3 separate regions of the Mus musculus genome follow, and all the other regions are linked to region 2. The links are chromatin contacts, called in public Hi-C and HiChIP or PLAC-seq maps. All regions are on one chromosome and are shown on one strand. The core of a region is the stretch at or near the end of the contact, and the rest is flanking DNA. Distances in the headings are between cores, read along the strand shown.

The links. Hi-C and Micro-C count contacts between places; a contact is called where the count stands out from the background. HiChIP or PLAC-seq counts read pairs in DNA pulled down with a chosen protein or histone mark.
Region 1: a contact with region 2 is called in a Hi-C map of the G1E-ER4 cell line, with 3 times the contacts expected there. The contact joins two enhancer-like sites. A contact is called at or near these places in 1 of 39 promoter capture datasets (pre-B cells), 8 of 484 Hi-C or Micro-C datasets (the Ba/F3 cell line, the G1E-ER4 cell line, cortical neurons and 3 more) and 3 of 115 datasets of contacts at active chromatin or transcription factors (embryonic stem cells and extraembryonic endoderm stem cells).
Region 3: a contact with region 2 is called in an H3K4me3 HiChIP or PLAC-seq map of bone marrow-derived macrophages, with 3 times the contacts expected there. The contact joins two enhancer-like sites. A contact is called at or near these places in 3 of 39 promoter capture datasets (cranial neural crest, hippocampal neurons and pre-B cells), 1 of 15 datasets of contacts at CTCF or cohesin (pro-B cells), 3 of 484 Hi-C or Micro-C datasets (the G1E-ER4 cell line, bone marrow-derived macrophages and nephron progenitors), 3 of 115 datasets of contacts at active chromatin or transcription factors (T-cell acute lymphoblastic leukemia, bone marrow-derived macrophages and effector CD8 T cells) and 2 of 9 other capture datasets (adipose tissue and liver).

Annotation. Positions count from the first base shown.
Region 1 is chr9:72,878,456-72,881,963 of GRCm38.p6, reverse strand. All of the region lies in intron 11 of Prtg (protogenin), which reads right to left. Among named protein-coding and RNA genes, the nearest start is that of Pygo1, 45 kb to the left of the region's middle. Within about 2 kb of position 1,568, at least 81 of the 459 cell types and tissues checked have an H3K27ac peak or open chromatin away from gene starts, as enhancers often do. A contact at or near this core is called in the G1E-ER4 cell line, extraembryonic endoderm stem cells and stem cell-derived neural stem cells, where this site is marked.
Region 2 is chr9:72,637,927-72,641,693 of GRCm38.p6, reverse strand. No RefSeq gene overlaps it. Among named protein-coding and RNA genes, the nearest start is that of Gm23057, 6.4 kb to the right of the region's middle. RefSeq lists an enhancer at 228-2,600. Within about 2 kb of position 1,538, at least 366 of the 459 cell types and tissues checked have an H3K27ac peak or open chromatin away from gene starts, as enhancers often do. A contact at or near this core is called in the G1E-ER4 cell line, bone marrow-derived macrophages, extraembryonic endoderm stem cells and 1 more, where this site is marked.
Region 3 is chr9:72,459,702-72,463,416 of GRCm38.p6, reverse strand. Tex9 (testis expressed gene 9) reads left to right here. Exons shown (of 12, transcript NM_009359.4): 11 at 1,427-1,561; 12 at 2,139-3,715. The coding sequence ends at 2,216. Among named protein-coding and RNA genes, the nearest start is that of Mns1, 23 kb to the right of the region's middle. Within about 2 kb of position 2,421, at least 25 of the 459 cell types and tissues checked have an H3K27ac peak or open chromatin away from gene starts, as enhancers often do. A contact at or near this core is called in the G1E-ER4 cell line and bone marrow-derived macrophages, where this site is marked.

The DNA of each region.
Region 1 (3,508 bases), core at 319-2,818, 240 kb before region 2:
GGCTGTCCTGGAACTCTCTTTGTAGACTAAGTTGGCCTCGAGCTCACAGAGATTCCCCTGCCCTTGCCTCCTGATTGCTGGGATGAAAAATGTGCACCCCCCTCCCCCCCACGGCTAGCCATCCAATAAACAGTTTTTAACAACTCCAGTTGTGTGTGTTCTGACCACTGGGTCTGTTTTTGCACTTTATGTAAACCTACTACATGTAACAGGCTGACTTAGTAGGAAGTTTTCATTCTGTATTTCTCCCAAACACCACCAAGTGCTCGGCAGCGATGGACAAAGACGGTGACAGTCCTGACAGGCGTGGAGCTCAAACAGCACAAACAGTGCAGTAAGGCCAACAATCCTTTGGCTTGCATCCTGGAAAACCCACACCAGAAAACAATTATTTACGAAGCCCTGGGCTGTGGACCAAAGACACAGATAAGCCAGGGTTATGAAGCCAGCCTTTGTTTCCTGCGGTGGCTGCTTGTTCACGAGGCCCCGGGATCTTCCAGGAGAGCCGGACCAGAGCCGGAGGTCAGGGTTTGATAAAATTAGGGGAAAACCTGAGGTCAAGACCATGAAAAAAACCTCACAGGAGCGGAGCACTCCACCCTTCCAGCCACCTTTCCAATTTATATCTAAGGTGCAGAGAGTTTGAATTGCCATTTTTCTATGGAAAACTCCCAGGCGGTGGGAAAAGCGACCCCCCCTCCCCCCACATCAAAGGAAGAGGAAGTAACCTCTAGACTTGAGCCACATCCGATGTTAATCTTCAATTAACAAACCAGATCGCACTGGAGTGGCCCCATGAAGCACCCTCAAGAAAATAGTGTTGTTTTAAAAATCACCATGGGTTGCTTTTAGTTATTTAGTTCTTAGTCAGGGATTTTTCATTTCTGGTGGTTGGGTAGGTGTGTACAAATGTGTTTGATAATGAGAGTGAAACCCAATGTGAGACTTCACAGCCTTAGCGTGGCTGTTTTAACCATACAGAAGGCCACTTCAATATATAGTTCTGAGGTCTGATTAATTTAGCTGTGTGGCTTTGTATTTGTAAGAGATTTTTATTTAAACAAAGCACGCGCGTGTCAGGTAAGGTGTTTAGTAAGACAACTGAGTGCTGTTTTAAAACTCACTACGTGAGGCCTTGCCTTATTTACTCAAAGGGCCACGAGAGAAAGCCTGCTGATAGCAGCCACAATATGCCGCCATGAAGACAGCTTCAGAGCCTAAGAGAGGCAAGCCAGAATATGTTTCCAAAGGTAAAGGGCACTCTCAAACTCTGCTGGCCTGAGGTCAGCTCGTGTAAAGATACTAAAAGAGGACACGGGAAGAGAGTTAGGAAGGTGAGAGGCTCTGCGGGGTGAGGCCCAGCACCCCACCGAATGTCCACTTTTAATTTAATCTTTTGTGTGGCCAGGTCTTGCAACAAGCCTGCTCAGGCTCATTGTTCCCCAGCAACCCCGACCAGAGCTCTCCTTGGTCTGGCCAGCCAGGGTGACTGCACTGCCCTGGAGCCTGTCCCTCCCAAACAATACCCCCCATATAATTATTCAGAGAGGAGGACGGCAGTAGGGGTTGCTGTGACACCTGGGTCGTGGCCTCTGACACAGAATCTGGGGCCAGCCCAAGTCTGGTCCAGCAGGCAGAGAGGCAGGAAAAATGCTAAGGGGGATGGGTGGGAACGGAAGGCGGAGAGCAGCTCTGGGCGTGAAGACACCACACTTAAGCATAGCACAGAAAGCCTAAATCTCATTTCAACAGTGGGCTGGCCTCAAGTTTCCCAAGTGACTGGAGTTTTCTTGCTAGGGAGACATTACTGGAGGAGTGGGTCTCTTGTTCTTTTTGCTTCTTTTTTTTTTTTAAAGCATTTTTCTAGTGATTATGCAAATATAACGGGTTTCTTAATCTTTCACACATACCTGTACCATGGTTCTAAGTTCCGGTCTGCATCATTACACAGCAGATCTTGTTAGGATCCATTCTTATATGACCAACACGCTTATTAGAATGGGAAAAAATTCAGAGCCTCAACTGTTTTTGTTCAAATGTGCTAGTGTGTTGAATTAAAAGTCAGATTCTAGCTGAGAATGTCAACCGTGCTTTAAGCTTAGATTAAAAATTCATCCCCTTTTACTTACAAGCTGACTTTCTGTGCGCCTGTTTATCATGAATGGTTTTCACTTTGTGAACAAACTTCACTTGTACTTGACTGAATATGCCAAAATGTTACAAAACTGTTCAGTGAGGCTGTGGAGTGTGTAAGTTCCCAAAGTAGGCTTTCCTGCAAGCCAAAGGGAGGGTATTTGTCTAAACCTGAAAAGCCTTGGGTCCTTTTGTTTGGCCTCCTGAAGGGCCTTAACACAAACACCTCTATCCCTGCCAGTGACAATGCTCCCTCTCTTAGTGAGTGCAGGATAATTGAAGGGAAAAATCCTTTCCATTTTAGAATCAACTTCCTATCAAAATAAGCATATACTACCGCCAATCTCTACCACAAAAACCTCCTCATCGAAGCCGTGACTGACTGCTAGAAACCCAGACAGAGGCAGCAGGCTTTCTCAATTAATACTGTGTATGCAACATTTCGATCATGTTATTTCTCTTTGGAGCATATATTTTTACTTTTACATGTCAGATTCCATTCACGAGGCATGATTAATCAAAAGTTTAGGGTGTAGAGCTCCTTGCTTGAGCCCTGCTGGAAGAGAACCCGACTCACACACTGAAAACCTAACCTAAAAGTGACATAGCCCACCCCCTCCCCCCTTTATGTTCAGATCTTACGTGCTTGTCTAAAGAGACACCTTTTCTGTGGGTCAGCATGAAAGAAAGGCAGTCCAGAGGTCCTGTTTTATAAGTTTAGTCTTCCACTATGGCATCATCAAACCGAGAGACGATGAAGGTTGATAACTTCCTACGGATAGGGGGGGAAAAAGGCTCCAAACGAATCTGTCACCTCCTTCTGGCTTCTGGGCACCAGGCACAGACATGGTCACAGGCATAGATGCTGGCAAAACACTCAGTCTAACTGTCCCCAAATTTATGACAGTTTATATTTGAACAGTACTAGTGAGGTTGTGCCATATACACGTTCCCAAATAAGCTAAGAGTAAAAGAAGGCAGATGTGGTCGGGCAATCCCTCAACGCTCGCACTCAGGAGGTAAAGCTAGGCAGAGCTCCCTGGAGTTTGTTTGAGGCCAGCCTGGTTTATACAGTGAGTTCCAGGCAAGCCTGGACTGCAGAGTGAAACCCTGCCTAACAAAACAAACAGAAACAAGTAAACTAAATGGATGGTTTATTCTAAATAAATCTCAATTCTGACACAAGAGAGTGTTAGCATATGTAATAAGACAATCGGAGGCTATTGAATTTACAAGTGAGATTTGTTACGAGAGCAAAGGAATAAAGTTCTTTGGTCATGTTAGTGTTTTCATCGAGAGCCCCGAAGCCCCCAGAGGAGGCTGCGAGCCTCACACACTACTGTACCTACCTCACATTTGTTTAAGTAGCTGCCCT
Region 2 (3,767 bases), core at 289-2,788:
TGGTTTTAAAAGAACCTCATGAGTATCTGGGACTGGGTGTGTGCACCTTGACTCAGCTGTGTGTGTTTAATTAAATTCGGGGCCGGTACACTTGTCTGAATGTGTACACAGGCACCAGGTTTGAAGTTTATGGTTAAAATGACTCAAGGGCAAAGATATTTAACTCTGTTAATATGTCAGTGAAAAAAACAGAACACCCCACAATTCTACAAGTTGTGGAAACTTTCACCCTGCCCCTTTAAGAACATGTCACCACCTCTAGACCTTTCCTTTTGGATTAATTCAGAGTCTATCTTTAGGAACTCCTCAGGCATTCTTTCCCTTTATACCTCAGGCTGAGTGCAGGTGGCAGGCGGCAGAGGGTATGTGACACCACTTAGTTCTGCACTGAGGAGGGAGGCCCTTCTGCCCTCTCTGCTTGCTAGCCTCCACTAAGGTACTTTTCTCTACTGTGGGTACCATTTGCTTTTGGGATTACTATCTTCTGCCCTGGATGCCTCCTGTATTTGCCGTGGCCCCTTGCTTGGGGTATAGCTCTCCCAGACTTACGTCCAACCCTTTGGGATCTACAGGTCTTCAAATGTAGCTGTGGACCCCGACCAAAGGCACGAAACCTACTGTAACCAGTCAAGCAGAGATGGTTGGTATTCTAAAGAAACACTGTGTCCTTCCTTCCCTCTGGTCTGCAGACTATTGAAACAATGGGCCCCAGTAAACGGGAATTTCCCCAAAAGCTCTTGCTGGGAGAAGAGAAAGTCAGAGGGGGAAAAATAAAATCAGGAAAGAGATCCACAATTCGTCAGACTGCGTTGTGGGAGAGGTAAGGAGGAACAGCGGTAGGTGGGACCACAGTCTGCCCCAGACTGCTTGCTTAGCCTGGCCCCTACTTAAAACTGAACCTTCCATCAGGACGGGCTCACTAGAGTTCTTTGTCCTTCTCAATGTGACCACATTGAATAAAAATCTCTTCTTTCTGTTTTCATTATTAACTGGGCTGCTTTTTTTGGCTTACTCAGGACGGTTGTCGAAACATACTTTCTTGAGGCCCAGGCTGGGGCCTCAAATCCAGTAACATTTATCTAGGATATTCTGGCCCCTTGAAGCTCACACGCCCCAACTCCACTTCTCTCTGCTCTCCCACCCTCCTCCAGCCCGGCTGTTTTGTTTGCAACCCTCCTTCGGTGTGGGGTGTTTTTCCAAGTCCCCAGACAGAAAGAATGCCTGAGCTGCCTCTCCTCTAAGATTCCCTTTCACCCAGCTGGAGAATTCCACCCTTCTGGCTTTCTCCCTAGGCTCCTCCCCCCTAACCAGGAAGGTCTTTTATTGCCTTTTTGTGTGTGACAGGAAATTGCAATGACCTCATGGTCGTATGGTTTATATTAAAAACTATACTATACCATGCCTCAGATCGAAATATTTGAGGATATTTCGTAAGTTTGAAACAGAACAAGCGGGCCCTTCTTATCAACCAGTAGGCCCTGAGCCTGTTTGCGCAACGTGTTATTCTTGCCCTCACCCCATCCCCCTCTCAGCTCCGGAGCTAGCCGCTTGCAGGTCACATGATCTGTAAACCCTAGCTAGGTCCATCCCCTCGAGACAGCAGTGCGAGCCGGGCCTGGAGAAGTCTGGGTATTTTCTGGGCTAGCTGTGGAAAGTGCTGGCCACTGCCGCGTTCCACCGCGGCTCCAGCTTCCTCCTAGGATCATCTCCCAGCCTCTCTGGTCTTGCTGTAATCGGTTTCTGAGAGATCTTCAGCGTCCAGTCTGCTTTCTCACTGCCTCTGTTTCTTGTGCATCTAATTATCTGTTCAGTATTGCACACGCGCGCGCGCGCGCACACACACACACACACACCCCCGTAAGGGTTTTTGTTGTTGTTGTTGTTGCCATTTTGAGACAATCTGCTGGATCCCAGGTTAGCCTCAAATTCACTTAGGAGCAGAGGGTGTCTGAGTTGCTGATTTACTTTAGCTCCTGAGTGCTGAGGTCACGTGTGCATCACCATGTCTGGTTTATAGGGAGCTGGGGCTTTGTGTATACCAGGCAAACACTCTAACAGCTAAGCTCCTCCCCCTCCCCCTCCTCTTTCTTTTCTTTCTTTGTTCTTTTTTAAGACAGAATTTCTCAGTGTAGGCCTGGCTATCCTGGAACTTGCTCTGTAGACAGACCAGGCTGGCCTCAAATTCAGAGATCCATCTGCCTCTGCCACCCGAGTGCTGGGATTAAAGGTGTGCGCCACCACTGCCTGGCTCACTGAGGGTTCTTGAAGTGTTTTCTTGATTAGAATATAATGGAGAGATCAGGCTTTGAAGACCTTCTGAAATGATGTTCAAGAGAAAACGAGTAATTCTTTGCGTCCCAGCTATAAAAGCCCCAGAACTTTTGAAAGCAGTGATGTTTAAACTAGAGTAAAAGTCATGAGCAAGAAATACAAAAATAAAAAGCACATCAACATATTTCAAAACCTCTCGCTACCAAAGCCCCAAAGGTACTGTGTCCGTCATATTGCCTTACGGGCAGCCATTTGCTGGTCTGTCTGCTCCTGTGCAGAGTTCTCAGCTGTTACAGTCTTGTGACTATTTTGGTCCTGTGCAGCTACATCAGATTCCAAGTAACCAGTTTTTAAGCCCTGTCTTAACTGGATATTTCATATGGGAACAGAATACATTTGATGCTTAAGTAATGGACTCTTAATAAAACTTACAGGCTGATGTTTTAGAGTTAACTTTATAACAGTATTTGAATATCCTCATTTTATGTAACCTATATCCTTTCATTTACAGCAAGTGAATTTACATTATTGCTCTATTAGAATTATAATAATTATTATAATTATTTTGGTCTTTTGAGACAGGTTCTTACTACATAGCCAAGCCTAGCCCAGCTTTGTGATCCCCAAAACGCAGTCTTCTGAGTGTCCAGAGTATAGGCAGATGGTGCCATGTCTCGTTCTCTCTCTCTCTCTCTCTCTCTCTCACTCACTCTCTCCATGTAGCCCTAGCTGTCTTGGAACTCACTGTATGAACAGGCTGGAGAGTGCTGGGATTAAAAGCACCATCTGGCTTTTTTTTGTTTTGTTTTGTTTTAGAATTATTTATGGTTATATGTAAGTACACTGCAGCTGTCTTCAGACACACCAGAAGAAGGCATCAGATCCCATTACAGATGGTTGTAAGCCACCATGTGGTTGCTGGGATTTGAACTCAGGACCTTCAGAAGAGCAGTCAGCGCTCTTAACCACTGAGCCATCTCTCCAGCCCCTCTTTTGTATTTTTAAGCATCTCAAATTAATAGTATGAGTAACTTTTATAGTGGAAAAATGTAGGAAAAGTAAGTTTGGGTTTACATTTTCTCTTACTTTACCATTTTATACATATTTATTGGAACACATACAGGCTGCCTCTAAAATGTCTCTGCACCGTCTCCACTGCCTTTCTACTTCAGTCATTGCATGTTACCCTGTACTAAAGTGGTCCAATGTTTTCTCTCTTCTCTCGGCTCCCAGGCCGTGCATCTTCCTTTGGAGCAGCTACTATAACAGTCCCCTAGATCTTAGCACATCTGACTTCATGATGGAAGTACCATTCATCCATAAAACTCAGCATGCAGACACCACCACCCACTGAAATGAAAACAAAGACCTAATCCTTCAAAGCTCATAGTTCTGGGAAAGTCTCTAAATGTACTAACCTGTCTCTTTAGCTTCTGTAGTTTCACTTCTGGCTAACTGTTCTTGTTAAATAAAGTATGTCAAAACCAAGATATGTT
Region 3 (3,715 bases), core at 1,172-3,671, 180 kb after region 2:
AAACTTTTAGAAGATGGGCCCTGGTGGAAAGACATTAGGCCATTGAGGGGTGTGGCCTTGAAGGAAATATTGGGAACTGAGCCCTTTTCTTCCCTTTGCTTCCTGGCTTCTTTAAAGCCCAATGTCCTCTGCTGTGTGCTTTCACGATGACAGACTGCTCCTCAGGCCTAAGGCACTGGGCCCAGGGAACGTGGGCAGAAACTGCTGAGGCTGAGCAAAGCAAGCCTCCGGCAGGTTGTCTCGGGCATTTTACTATAGGCCAGAAAGCTGCCTCAGTGTGTGCTTAGTTTACACATATTTAATTTCTAGCTTCAATTTATGGTTACAGAAGACACTGCATGGTTCCAGTCTCCCTAAACTTGTTAAAAATTATGATCTACCATGATTTACTATGGAAAATGACCTGGTTGCATTTGAGAAAACTATATTCCCTTATTGTTGGGAGGAATATCTTTCTTAGTTCCAACTTATCTGCAGTCCCCCGTTTCCTTATTGATCTGTCTGGTGACCATGCATGATTGAAAGTAAGATACCGAACTTTCTGCATTTATTGTAGTGATCTCCCTTTGAATCTTTTCATTTTTGCTTCTTAGGTTTAGTCATGCTGATGTTTGATACACATGTAATTATCACAGATTGGAGAACAGACCCTTTTGCCATTATGTAATCATCTTGCCTCTTCCTAAGTCTGACTGAGGAACAACTGTACAGTCATGCAATGGAAAGAGGCTGATTTCTTTTGGCTACTATTTCTGTGGATTATCTTCTTCCATCCCTCACATGTCTTTAGAGATAAACCTGAACACAAGATGCCTGGTTTCCTCTTTTAAGAAGTGTGTGTGGAATCTTAGCTCCTTCTGCTGTCTTACTCCTTTTGTGAAACCTTCTCTTCAGTACGGCAAACACAGAACCTTCCTGGACCTAGTAACTTCTACTGTTCCATCTTTTCTGAGAGTTCAGATTTGGTGTCCTTGTTATTGCTGCGGATGAGTTCTCTGACCAGCTCTGTAGAATAAGTCTTTCACAGGCTTCTGAGACTCTCACTCCAGACATAATACTTCTGTCTGCCAGTGCTTTAAAGAAAGTGTGTGGGTAAAATGTGGGGCTCGTTCTTGGATCTCCAACTCGATGCAGTATCTCACAGTCCTGTTCTCTGTCTCGAGCCCAGCAGGACCACTGTAAACCTGTACAGTGGAAAGTCTTGCTAGGAATGATAGTGGAATATGTGGCTCTTACCTCAAACGACCATACCATGTGCAAATTCTGCTACTGAAAAGTCTTATGTTCTGTCAAGTTTAGGTTTATAGATTTTTTTAGAATTGAAAGTTAATTTTAAAAATATTTTTAAAGAGCTGACTGAAATTATTTAGTAATATAAAGAACAATGTTATATTTCAACTAAAATTTTTTTTATTTGCTTTCATAGGATATTACAAATGAAGACCATCAAAAAATTGAAGTGTTGAAATCAGAAAACAAAAAACTAGAAAGACAAAAAGGAGAATTAATGATAGGGTTCAAGAAGCAGTTGAAATTGATTGACATTTTGAAAAGGCAGAAGGTGAGTCTAACAATAGACGCTGTATCTCAGATACACTACAGACAGACCGTTCTGCCAAAAAGTTTGTTTTTACTTTGCTTATAATCTTACACATAAAATTGTATCTAAAGATGCACTGTATACGTGTGAAGTCACATCTGTGTAATACATAGTGAGGTTCACTGGTTTAAAACACACGCACGCACGCACGCACGCGCACACATACACAGATATGTTTGTATATATATTCCCTCCCAACTACAGAAAGTACCATTCATGAGAATGACTAATTTTAGTGGATTAATTTCCTCTTCAAACTTTGAGCAGTAATTCTAAAACACATTGTATCTTTCTTGAAACATGAAAAAAGACAATTCACAGCCCTCTCTCGTTACAAAGATCAGGTATAATGATATCAAATTATTCTTTTAACAGTAGCTTGGTCTTCATGTAATATCAATTTAAAGTGTTACACTTGCATGGTTAGTATGTATAATCCAACAATAGCTTATTTTTTTGATAGCATATTAACACAAACAAATTTTCTTTTGTTGTGTGTCCATCTCTAAATTGAACAATATATATTTTTTAAAAACAGATGCATATTGAAGCTGCCAAGATGCTGTCTTTCAGCGAGGAGGAGTTTATGAAGGCTCTTGAGTGGGGCAGTTCATGAGTGAGCAACTGCAATGGGATGCTCATTTGATATCAAGTGTAGTCTTCTTGCTGTTCATGAGTAATAAGAACATTTGTGAAATAAAAGAGTTAGATAATGACCTGGTGAAATAAACAGAATGTTTGGGAGGATGTTGGAAGACAAAGCCAGACGGCAACTCTGGCCTGACTTCCTTTTTCATTAGTAGTTATGAAATAAGGAAGCAAGACTTCGACTCTTAATTATCTTTTATGACCTACTAGACCTGGGAGAGGACAGAGAAGATGGCAGGGCAAGATTCTGGAGATCCCCAGCTGCAGCTGCTGAGTCTGCTGCAGGCCTGTGTGCTGTGCACGGCTGCTGCATCCAACAGCAGTGATGCAGGCTGGGACCAGAGGCTGTTGTGCAGGGGCTATGTGTGTGTTCTCTTGTTCAGTGGTTGTGCACACAGGAGACAAAATAGAGATGGAAACAGGGACACACTTACTGTACCAAAGGATCATAAGTATAAGTGATTATGAACAATTTGGATAACACAGAATGTTTAATTTCTGGAGATATACTACCAAGAATTAACTAAGATAGAAAAACCTGGACACACCCATAGTAAGAAGGGAGATCAAGTAGATCAAATCCATAATAAAAAGCTCTATTGGGAGCTGGTGTGATGGCACAGTGGTTACGGAGGGCATTGCTGCTATTGCAGAGGACCCAAATTCAGTTCCCAGCACCCACAGGGCTGCTCACAGCCACCTTTAACTCCAGCTCTAGGGGTTCAAGGCCCTTTTCTGGCCTCCATTGACCTCTGCACAAACGGGATACATAGACATGCACTCAGGGATACACATAAAATAAAAATAAATATTTAAAAAAATAAATCTCCTCAAAGAAAAACACAGGACCTGACGGCTTCACTGCCAGCTTCTACCAAACATTTAAAGATTGGCAGTTCTTCTCAAACTATTCCAAAACAGTGACATAAAGACATTTCCACATTCAAGTATGCTCATCCTGATACCGAAATCATGCAAGAGCAACAAACAAAACCAAGCCAACAACTCCCATAGTCCAGTATCTCTGATCAACTCAGATGCAGAAATGCTCCCCAGAACACCAGCAAACAACTTCTATACATCAAAAGATCCCTCATCACGATGCAGTGGGATTCAACCTAGATGATTTGACATTCAAATCAGTAAGCATGTCACACTGACAGAATGAAGAAAAGGTTTGTAAATTCAGTAGAGAGAAAAGCCCAAGACTGAGCAACACTTCATGACAAAACTGTCAGCAAAGTAGGTTACAGAAGGAATGTGCTGTAACGTGAGTCATATGTGACAAACCCACAGCCAACACACTGAACAGGGAAAAGCTGAAGCTTAGCCCCACGTATTTGTGTATCCAATCCTTTTATATTGTGACATGATATTGTGATCTTCAGAGTTCATACTGAAAGACTATGCAACAGAATTACAAATTAAAAAAATGAATTTTGTATAACATTTTAAGTTTGCTATTTG